Regions from separate parts of the Mus musculus genome. Here region 2 is linked to region 1. The links are chromatin contacts, called in public Hi-C maps. All regions are on one chromosome and are shown on one strand. Each heading gives the region's core, a stretch centred on a gene start, on an enhancer-like site or on the middle of the called end of the contact. The rest is flanking DNA. Distances are from core to core; before and after follow the strand shown.

The links. A called contact is a pair of places that touch in the nucleus more often than the background predicts.
Region 2: a Hi-C map of the HPC-7 cell line shows a contact between it and region 1, with 2.0 times the contacts expected there. The contact joins the promoter of Itpka here to the enhancer-like site in region 1. A contact is called at or near these places in 8 of 39 promoter capture datasets (HPC-7-derived erythroid cells, embryonic stem cells, epiblast stem cells and 3 more), 2 of 15 datasets of contacts at CTCF or cohesin (hippocampal excitatory neurons and large pre-B cells), 26 of 484 Hi-C or Micro-C datasets (B cells, the HPC-7 cell line, the MNK3 cell line and 16 more), 15 of 115 datasets of contacts at active chromatin or transcription factors (the 230-238 cell line, the HPC-7 cell line, the SCID.adh cell line and 4 more) and 4 of 9 other capture datasets (adipose tissue, embryonic stem cells, liver and 1 more).

Annotation. Positions count from the first base shown.
Region 1 is chr2:119,696,517-119,700,239 of GRCm38.p6, reverse strand. The region is part of intron 2 of Rtf1 (RTF1, Paf1/RNA polymerase II complex component); the gene reads right to left. Among named protein-coding and RNA genes, the nearest start is that of Rtf1, 23 kb to the right of the region's middle. Within about 2 kb of position 1,604, at least 35 of the 459 cell types and tissues checked have an H3K27ac peak or open chromatin away from gene starts, as enhancers often do. A contact at or near this core is called in the 230-238 cell line, B cells, the HPC-7 cell line and 4 more, where this site is marked.
Region 2 is chr2:119,740,720-119,744,442 of GRCm38.p6, reverse strand. Itpka (inositol 1,4,5-trisphosphate 3-kinase A) reads right to left here and starts at 2,106. Exons shown (of 7, transcript NM_146125.2): 1 at 1,582-2,106. The coding sequence starts at 2,064. It overlaps Gm25857 (a small nucleolar RNA gene), which reads left to right and starts at 3,487; the gene lies at 3,487-3,615.

The DNA of each region.
Region 1 (3,723 bases), core at 355-2,854:
TACTGACTGCAATATCATAAAGACTGGAGACTGGAGATGACTCAAAAGTTAAGAGTTCTGGCTGCTCTTTCAGAGAATTGAGGTTTAGCTTCCAGCATCTACATGGTAGCCATGTGTTGAGTCTAATTTTAGGAAATCCACTGCAGTCCAAGTGTTGCAAGCAAAATACCCATACATACTTTTTAAAAGTAAACTGGATTATGCTGTAACAGTGTTTCATTAAATCATAAACATGAGGTCCTGGAGTTCTAAACTTAAGGAACCTGAAATCTGGTCATTAAAACAATAGGTAGCACATGCTTGCAATTCTATCCAAAAAGTCTTCTGATATTTTAACCTGCTGTTTTAGAATGACTTTAGCTGAAAAACAAAATGATGAATTGTAGTCTACTTTTTAATTTCCATTCTACAAGGAATGTCTACTAAATTATGATGACCCTTTCATCAGCACAGAAGATTCAAATCTGTAAACTAAAATTTCAGCCGGGCAGTGGTGGCTGCCAGCACTTGGGAGGCAGAGGCAGGTGGATTTCTGAGTTTAAGGCCAGCCTAGTCTACAAAGTGAGTTCCAGGACAGCCAGGGCTATACAGAGAAACCCTGTCTCGAAAAACCAAAAGCCACCCAACCAAACAAACAAAAAACCCTAAAATGTCTATATCTACTATTTAGCAAAAATACAGCATCTTTGCTCCTACTCTAATAGGATGACGGTAAACCCAGTGCAGTACATTTATGATGGGTAGTTTCTGTTGTTTTGGTAATTCTGGAGAAGTAGCCATCCTATTAGTTTCCCACAGAGGCTATCCCTAAGACCCACACTCTTACTTCATCTTGATAAAGACACTGTTGAAGATGACTTGCTCTGTTTTTGAAGACCAAGTCTTCCTACAGAGCCCAGGTAGAACTCAATCTGTCACTGCTCCCGAGTGCTGACTTACACCTGGGACACAGTCCCTTTAACTGCCACTTACTTTTCCATTTAATGAGGAATGAAAAGAAAACACCTGCATGTTATGAAATACTATGAGAGTGAATAGTGCCTGTTATACATAAATTTGCATTCCAACACCTAGATCATCATCTAGAACGAAGTTGTAATTTTCTCTTAAACCTGAAGTTTTAGGCATTTCTAATTTTAAATCCTTAAGGAATATGATTTTCAAGTCAGTGTAAAATAATTCAAAACAGTCCACAATGTTCAGTTTTTGCTAAATGAGCTAAAACTACATCAATTTTTTATGCAGACAATATTAGAACCAGTAATGTATATTGTTCCATTGATTCTTGTTACAAGAAATAGCACAAAAATGCACATAGTACTCTGTATCTATTGTGTTAGGAAAATGGCCTCAATCCACTTTTCCCAAACAGTGTTTGAATACTGTGGACTCCTCAACAGAAATGTGAGGTGGTTTAGAGTAAAAGGTTGCACTATCAGGGTCCCATGTGAGCCAGAGTGGCTAGGGCTGGTTTTGCCGACAGGTGTGGGTTTCTAATGTGCAACAGAGCCAAACTCTGGATTCCCTGGGGAGGTGGGCACGGACCAGAGCAAAAACTACCTAGAGTCACACTAGTGAAGCCACTGGCTTCTTGTCCTTCCACTTCCTTTTTCTCTGCCTAAGTGTGAGCCCAGCAACTGTTGCATAAGACACTGCTTTATGGGGAGGGACAAAAGACAAGGGTTAAAATGGAAGAAAAACAGAAAAAACTTAAATGCCAATTTAAAAGAGAGCTTTTTGCTAAACCTAAATGTGAAAAGGGTATTGGTTGATTTTCTTCCAACAATTTCCAAAAGAAGATACAAAGCTGCACCACACACCCACCAGCCCCCATGAGCCTGACTCAGGCCTCCAAAGGAAAATAGCCAATTAATGCAACCAGTGACCCTATGGGGAATTAGAATGCTGTACCTAAAGCCAGTGAAATGTTCAGTGGGTAAGGGAACTTGCTGCCAAGCTTAATGACTACATAGTGGGAGCAGAGACCCAACTTCTGACAGTTGTGCTGGCCTCCAACATGTGTGCTGTGACTTATGCCTGCCCACAAAAAAATTAATGAAAACACTTTTTAAAAAACAAATTTCCGGCTGAAGGTGTCCACCTGATGACCAAACACTCGGTGGAGTCCAAAGACTTCTGTTTAGTTCTGAGCACCTAAGTACAGGGAACTGTTTGTATTCCTACTACCCATGGGTAAATACTTAAAATCTGAGAATTTCAGGGAGACTCAAAGAGTTCCAATAATCATCCCAAGATTTTTTTTTTTTGGCCTCTGGAGAGTAGATCATATTTGTAGTATTTTACAATAAAATCTATAAGTCAGATATTCCTATGTTTTTGGTCTAAGCACATATATCAAATATTGTGCAATACCTACTCTCCCACAATACAGATTCTATTAAAGTATAAGGGAAGACAGGCAAGAGAAACAATACAGAATTATCTTATTCATCTTTAAGCTAGAGACTGCTCACCTGTTCCTTCAAAACCTTTATTCCCTTGTCCTGTGACTCTCAACACAGGACAAATGAAGTCTTTCATTGTCAGAGTGAAACAGTAAGGGGAGTGAGGAAAAACAGGTCAGAATTGATGTTCTGATTTTTCCTCCAGGAAGGACGAAGTAAAGGAATGAGCTAAATTTCATGATTTGTTCGGGGACTGAGGCAGTAGTGAAGGGGTAGCTCTGTTGCTACCTGTGAAAGGTGCAAGCCTCTATTTTCTTATCTGAGGAATACAGGAGTCCAGGTGATCTCTAAGATCCTTAGCATTATGGGATTTTTATATGAACTGGGTGTTTGACAGGAGGGCTCTGTATTTCTTATTCTAGATACTAACAGCCACATGAGAGGTATCTAAGAAGCCATGGTTTCTGAACTTTGGTGTTTTGTTTACTTTTTATCCTGAAGGTTGCAAGGATCAGAGAAACTGAAGAGTAAATGCAAGCTTATGTCAGTGCAAAGGCCTGGTCCACATCTCAACTCTGAGTCCACCTAGTAACGGCTACCCACAAACCACCAAAGGAAAAGGAGGATTGGGTTGTCAGTCAGGTGCTATACATGCTGGCATCCTGCTGGTATGTAAGCCACACACAACACCAGGCAAGTGATTATATAAATATGCAGCAAAGAAAGCAAAAGATAAAGGCTAGAGGAAAGATGTTTCTTATTCAATAAAACAGACTACAGCCTGACTCTTGATCGAGGTAACAGCTTAATGGGCAGCAGCAGTTAAATAACAAATCAGAGGGTATGTGGATGTTACAAACAGCCTGGGGCCAGTTTCCTTCCAAACACTCAGAAAAGAGATGGGATGAAACGTAAGATAGAAGTGGTTGGTTCAGACATGGGTAGCCTTGACATACTGAGTACTATGAATATTCTAGAGGCAAGAGAGCAAAGAAACTTCAAGATTTCAGACAGCATCTCTAAGAGGCAAAAACACCTACACACCTAGGTCTTGGGATACAGAGAAAAAAGTATTTGAGCTAACCCCTCAACCCCCTTGAGCCAGGGTCTCATACAGCCCAGCCTGGCCTCAGATTCACTGCACAGCCAGGAACGAGCTCCTGCCTTAACTCTCAGCATAGGGACTGTGGGTCTCCATGCTGGTTCTAAATTAAATTTATATATGAAAGGAAAAACATTTCAAGAATAACAGCTAGGCTAGTAACAAACAGTGCTGGAACTGGGTCAAAAGAACTGGAAAAGAGTCAAGCGTTTAACC
Region 2 (3,723 bases), core at 857-3,356, 44 kb before region 1:
CGGGCGGAACAGGGAAGCGGGTGTGCCTGCGCCCTAGCCCGGGTCCTCCCAGCTCTCACCGGTCGCGCCCTTCACAGGGGCCCGCCTCTCCGTGTCAGAGATTAGAGCAGGGGAGTGGCAGATCTACGGTACAGGTTCTTCAGAGGTCCTCCCACTGCTCACAAGTCACAGTATTGGGGAAGCCTCGGCCTCGGCGACATTCGCCTCAGTACCTAGTCTAGAGTCGCCCCAAGAACGACCACCGTACCGGATCGTACGGTGTCAGGACGAAAGGCACAGAGGACTCGTGACTGAGCCCCCGCACCTACACCTGATGACGGGAAGTGGGGGGACGACATCCTTGCTGTGAGTCCCCCACCCTCTTTTCTCTTTTGTATTGCAAGTCTCTGAGTCACAGTGCCACTTCGAGTCGTTACACTGCCTCCCTCGGTCCAATCCTAGTGTGCAGGGATGCCAGGTTCCAGAAGGCCCAGGCCACACCTCGGCGCTCTTCTCAAGGTGTCTAGGCAACCTGGGCGCGCGTCTTACTCTCGAAGTCGCCAGGACGCGGCCTTCAGGGCAGAGCGGGGCGTTCCCGGTTTTTTTCTCTCTCTCTTTCCACTCGAGGAACGCTTGCGTAAAATGCATCTAGAGCAACGCTGCACAGTCCACAGGCAGTTAGTTTAGTTATCTGGCCATGGTTAAAACAAGGGAGATTACTGACACAAGAGGATCGCAGGTTCAAGGCCCGAATAGGCTATAGACTGTGTTTCACTGTAACTTGGCAATTTAGTGTCAAGAAAAGAGGGCTAGGATGTAGCTCAGTGGTGGTTGTGCTTGCCTACTGTGTTTGAGGCCCTGAGTTCAACCTCCAGTCAAGGAGGGCCATACCACGAATAATGACTTCACCTCACACTGGCTGGTGATAGCTGCCGGTTAAATTGGCCCGGGAACATTCACATTGCCATACAGAGACTAGCAAGCTCTTGTCAGCCTCAGTTTACCTTTCCCAGGACACTTAGGAGCAGTAGGCCAGGGCGAGGAGGGGGGACGCAGCAGGTGGATCTTGGTTCCGCTCGGTTCTAGCCCTGCGCCCCTCCCTTCCCGCATCCACGCCTCGTGCGCGCGCGGGGAGCAGACGGCAGCGGCTCCGGAGCAGAGCCAGGAGCTCCGCTCCACTCCCACTCAAGAGAGGGAAACCGTGGCAACGGCGGGGGTGGGGCCGCGGCACCGAGAGGGGGAGGAGAGGGAAAAGCTCACGCGCCCCTTTTTCTCTCAGGGCTCCCGGGGCAAGGCTACCCCGCTCTGATCTCTCCAGCCCTACCTGACAGTTACCCAGGTACGCCAGCCGACCCGCCGGCTCCCGCTCCGTGGGTCGCGTACTCCTCAACCTCCTTTAGACGCCCAGGCACTCAGTTACCATCGCCTGCCTAGCCCCCGAAAAAGAACCAAGGCGAGAGGTCGTCCTGGGCTCCCTCTCCGCCCCCATGCCCCCTGTCCCCCGCTTGGGCTCTCGGCGGGGAACGCAAGCCGGTCAGAGCAGAGCAGAGAGCGGAGTCCCCGGCGCGCAGCCCCCGCTGGCCCCGCCCCCGCGGCCCGTACCTGCCCCACGTCCTCGCTGGTTTCCAGCTGCACGTTGCCGCGGCTCCTGCTCTCACTGTCGCTCAGCAGATCGTCCTCCGAGTCCTCGAGCAGCGACGAGGAGCCGGTGGAGGAGAGGGACGAGGTGGAGAGGCGGCGTGGCTGCTGCAGGTGCGACCCCGCAGCTGGGAGCCAGTTCCCCTCCTGGTCTGGCGGCCCTGGGCTGGCCGGGGTCACATCCTCCTCGCTTGTCACAGTGAGCTGAGGGATCACCGGGGCAGGGGCAGCACGCGGGAGCCCGTTGGGCACTTGTCCCCCACGCCGCTTGGCCCCGCGGGCCCGGGGCTCCCCTGCGGCTGCTGCAGCGGCGACTGCGGCGCAGCGCGCTTCGAAGAGCAGGCGCAGCTCCCCGACGCTCCGGCGCGGAGCCCTCTCCAGCCCGGGGCTGCAGGGCCCCGCGCCCCGTGGCCGCGCCATGCCCGTCGGGCGCCCGGGCAGGGTCATCTCCCGGCACCGGAGCCGCAGCCGAGCCCACCAGCCCGCGGCGCGGCGGGGACTGTAGACGCTCAGCGCCCCGGGCTTGGGACTGCCCCGGGGCGGAGCCTCGGCAACGCCCGCCCGGCCGCGCCCCGCCCCGGCCGCGCCCCCCGCCCACTCCTTTCACTTTCTGAGAAAGCGCGGGCCTCCGGGGGCCCTCGCTGCTGCAGGAGGCTTGCAGTGTCCCGAGTGTAACGTGGAAGTCCCAGGTCCGGCCCCCGCCTTATCTCTAGACCTGCCCTCAAGGTGGCAGAAGGGACCTGCCCCGCACCTGAGCCCAGTGCCCTCCCGCGGCTTTTGAGGGATTCCTTCAATGGGAACCAGAGGTCTTAATCTGCACAGGAAGAAGCTGTGCCCATTCTTTCACTCGCTTCCTCGGGCTCCTTTCCGTGTTCCAACCTTCCTGGTCAAAGTCTTTTGAGTCTCTGGGGCTTTTCTCTGGCCTGGGCCCCTTAATTCGGAGTTCAAGGCCGTCAGCCACCCAAGGAAGCCACACCTCAAGGAGTGTGCCCAACTAGAGTCTGTGGCCAGGGTCGAGCTGAGACTGCTCCCCACCCCCACCCCTCGAAGCTCTCCACTTCCCAGCGGGCAGAGAACAAGGTCAAGAGGCGGAGTCTGACTCTCTCCAAGTATCACAGCCGGTGGTGGCCTGCATTTCCACCGCCCCTCTCCAGCCCCCCACTAGCTGTTTCTTCTCCTCCTCCCCCTCCTGCCCCTTTGGAGCTTTGTGGTTTCAAAAGGAGTCCTTTCGCCTCTCTGAACTGCTGAATCTCCTTCGTCGCGGAGCTGCAGGGTTGCTCTGAGAGTAAAATTTTAGAGATGGGTGTTGAGTGCGTAGCTCAGCGGTAGAGCACTTGCGTAGTACGCGACTAGAACTGGATTCCATGCCCAGCATGAAAGGAACGAAAAAGTCTTGGTGCTCCAAAAATGCGAGTGTTTTTTAGTGTTGTAATAGACAGCCAGTGTCTCGGGCCACCCTATCTTGGCTCACTCCTTCTATCCATCTCCCTATCTGTAAACAGAAGAAAAACTTCACACGGCCTAGAGTTATGGCTGCATACTGAAAAGAGAACACCGATGTAGAAGTTCAGACACTGGAAATCCTTCTTGTCATCTCTGAATGGGTCTCTGGCCTCTGCTTGCAGGTGCTCAGCTGAACTTCAAGGCTACTGTGAGCAGAAGCCAGACTTGTCTGCCTTCCCCTAAAAGAATTGAGGGTCCTGTCATGGAACACCTAGAACAACAACCCTGGGATTGCTGGGGCAAGCCCAGGGTTAAGTATGAGACTTGCCTTTTCTCTCTTCAGCCAGAAGTTAAGAGGGAGGAGGAGAACCTTTCGCAAAGAGAGAAGATCTCTAGATGACTGACTGATAAAGGGAGAAGTTGGGGGGGGGTGTTTCCAGGGGCGGTGGCTGCTTGTAGCCATGGGATCTCCAACTGCATGCCAGAGTAATGGGGAGGCTTTGACAGCCCAGGTCATCACAGTGCCTGCAGCTGCCACTCAGCTTCTGTATAGATTTTGGAATTAAAAAAAAAAAAAAAAAAGGAGGAGGAGGAGGAGGTGTGTGGGAGGAATGAAAGCAAAAGAGAAAGGAAACCACAGTCTGAACACTTGCTTCCTCCTTG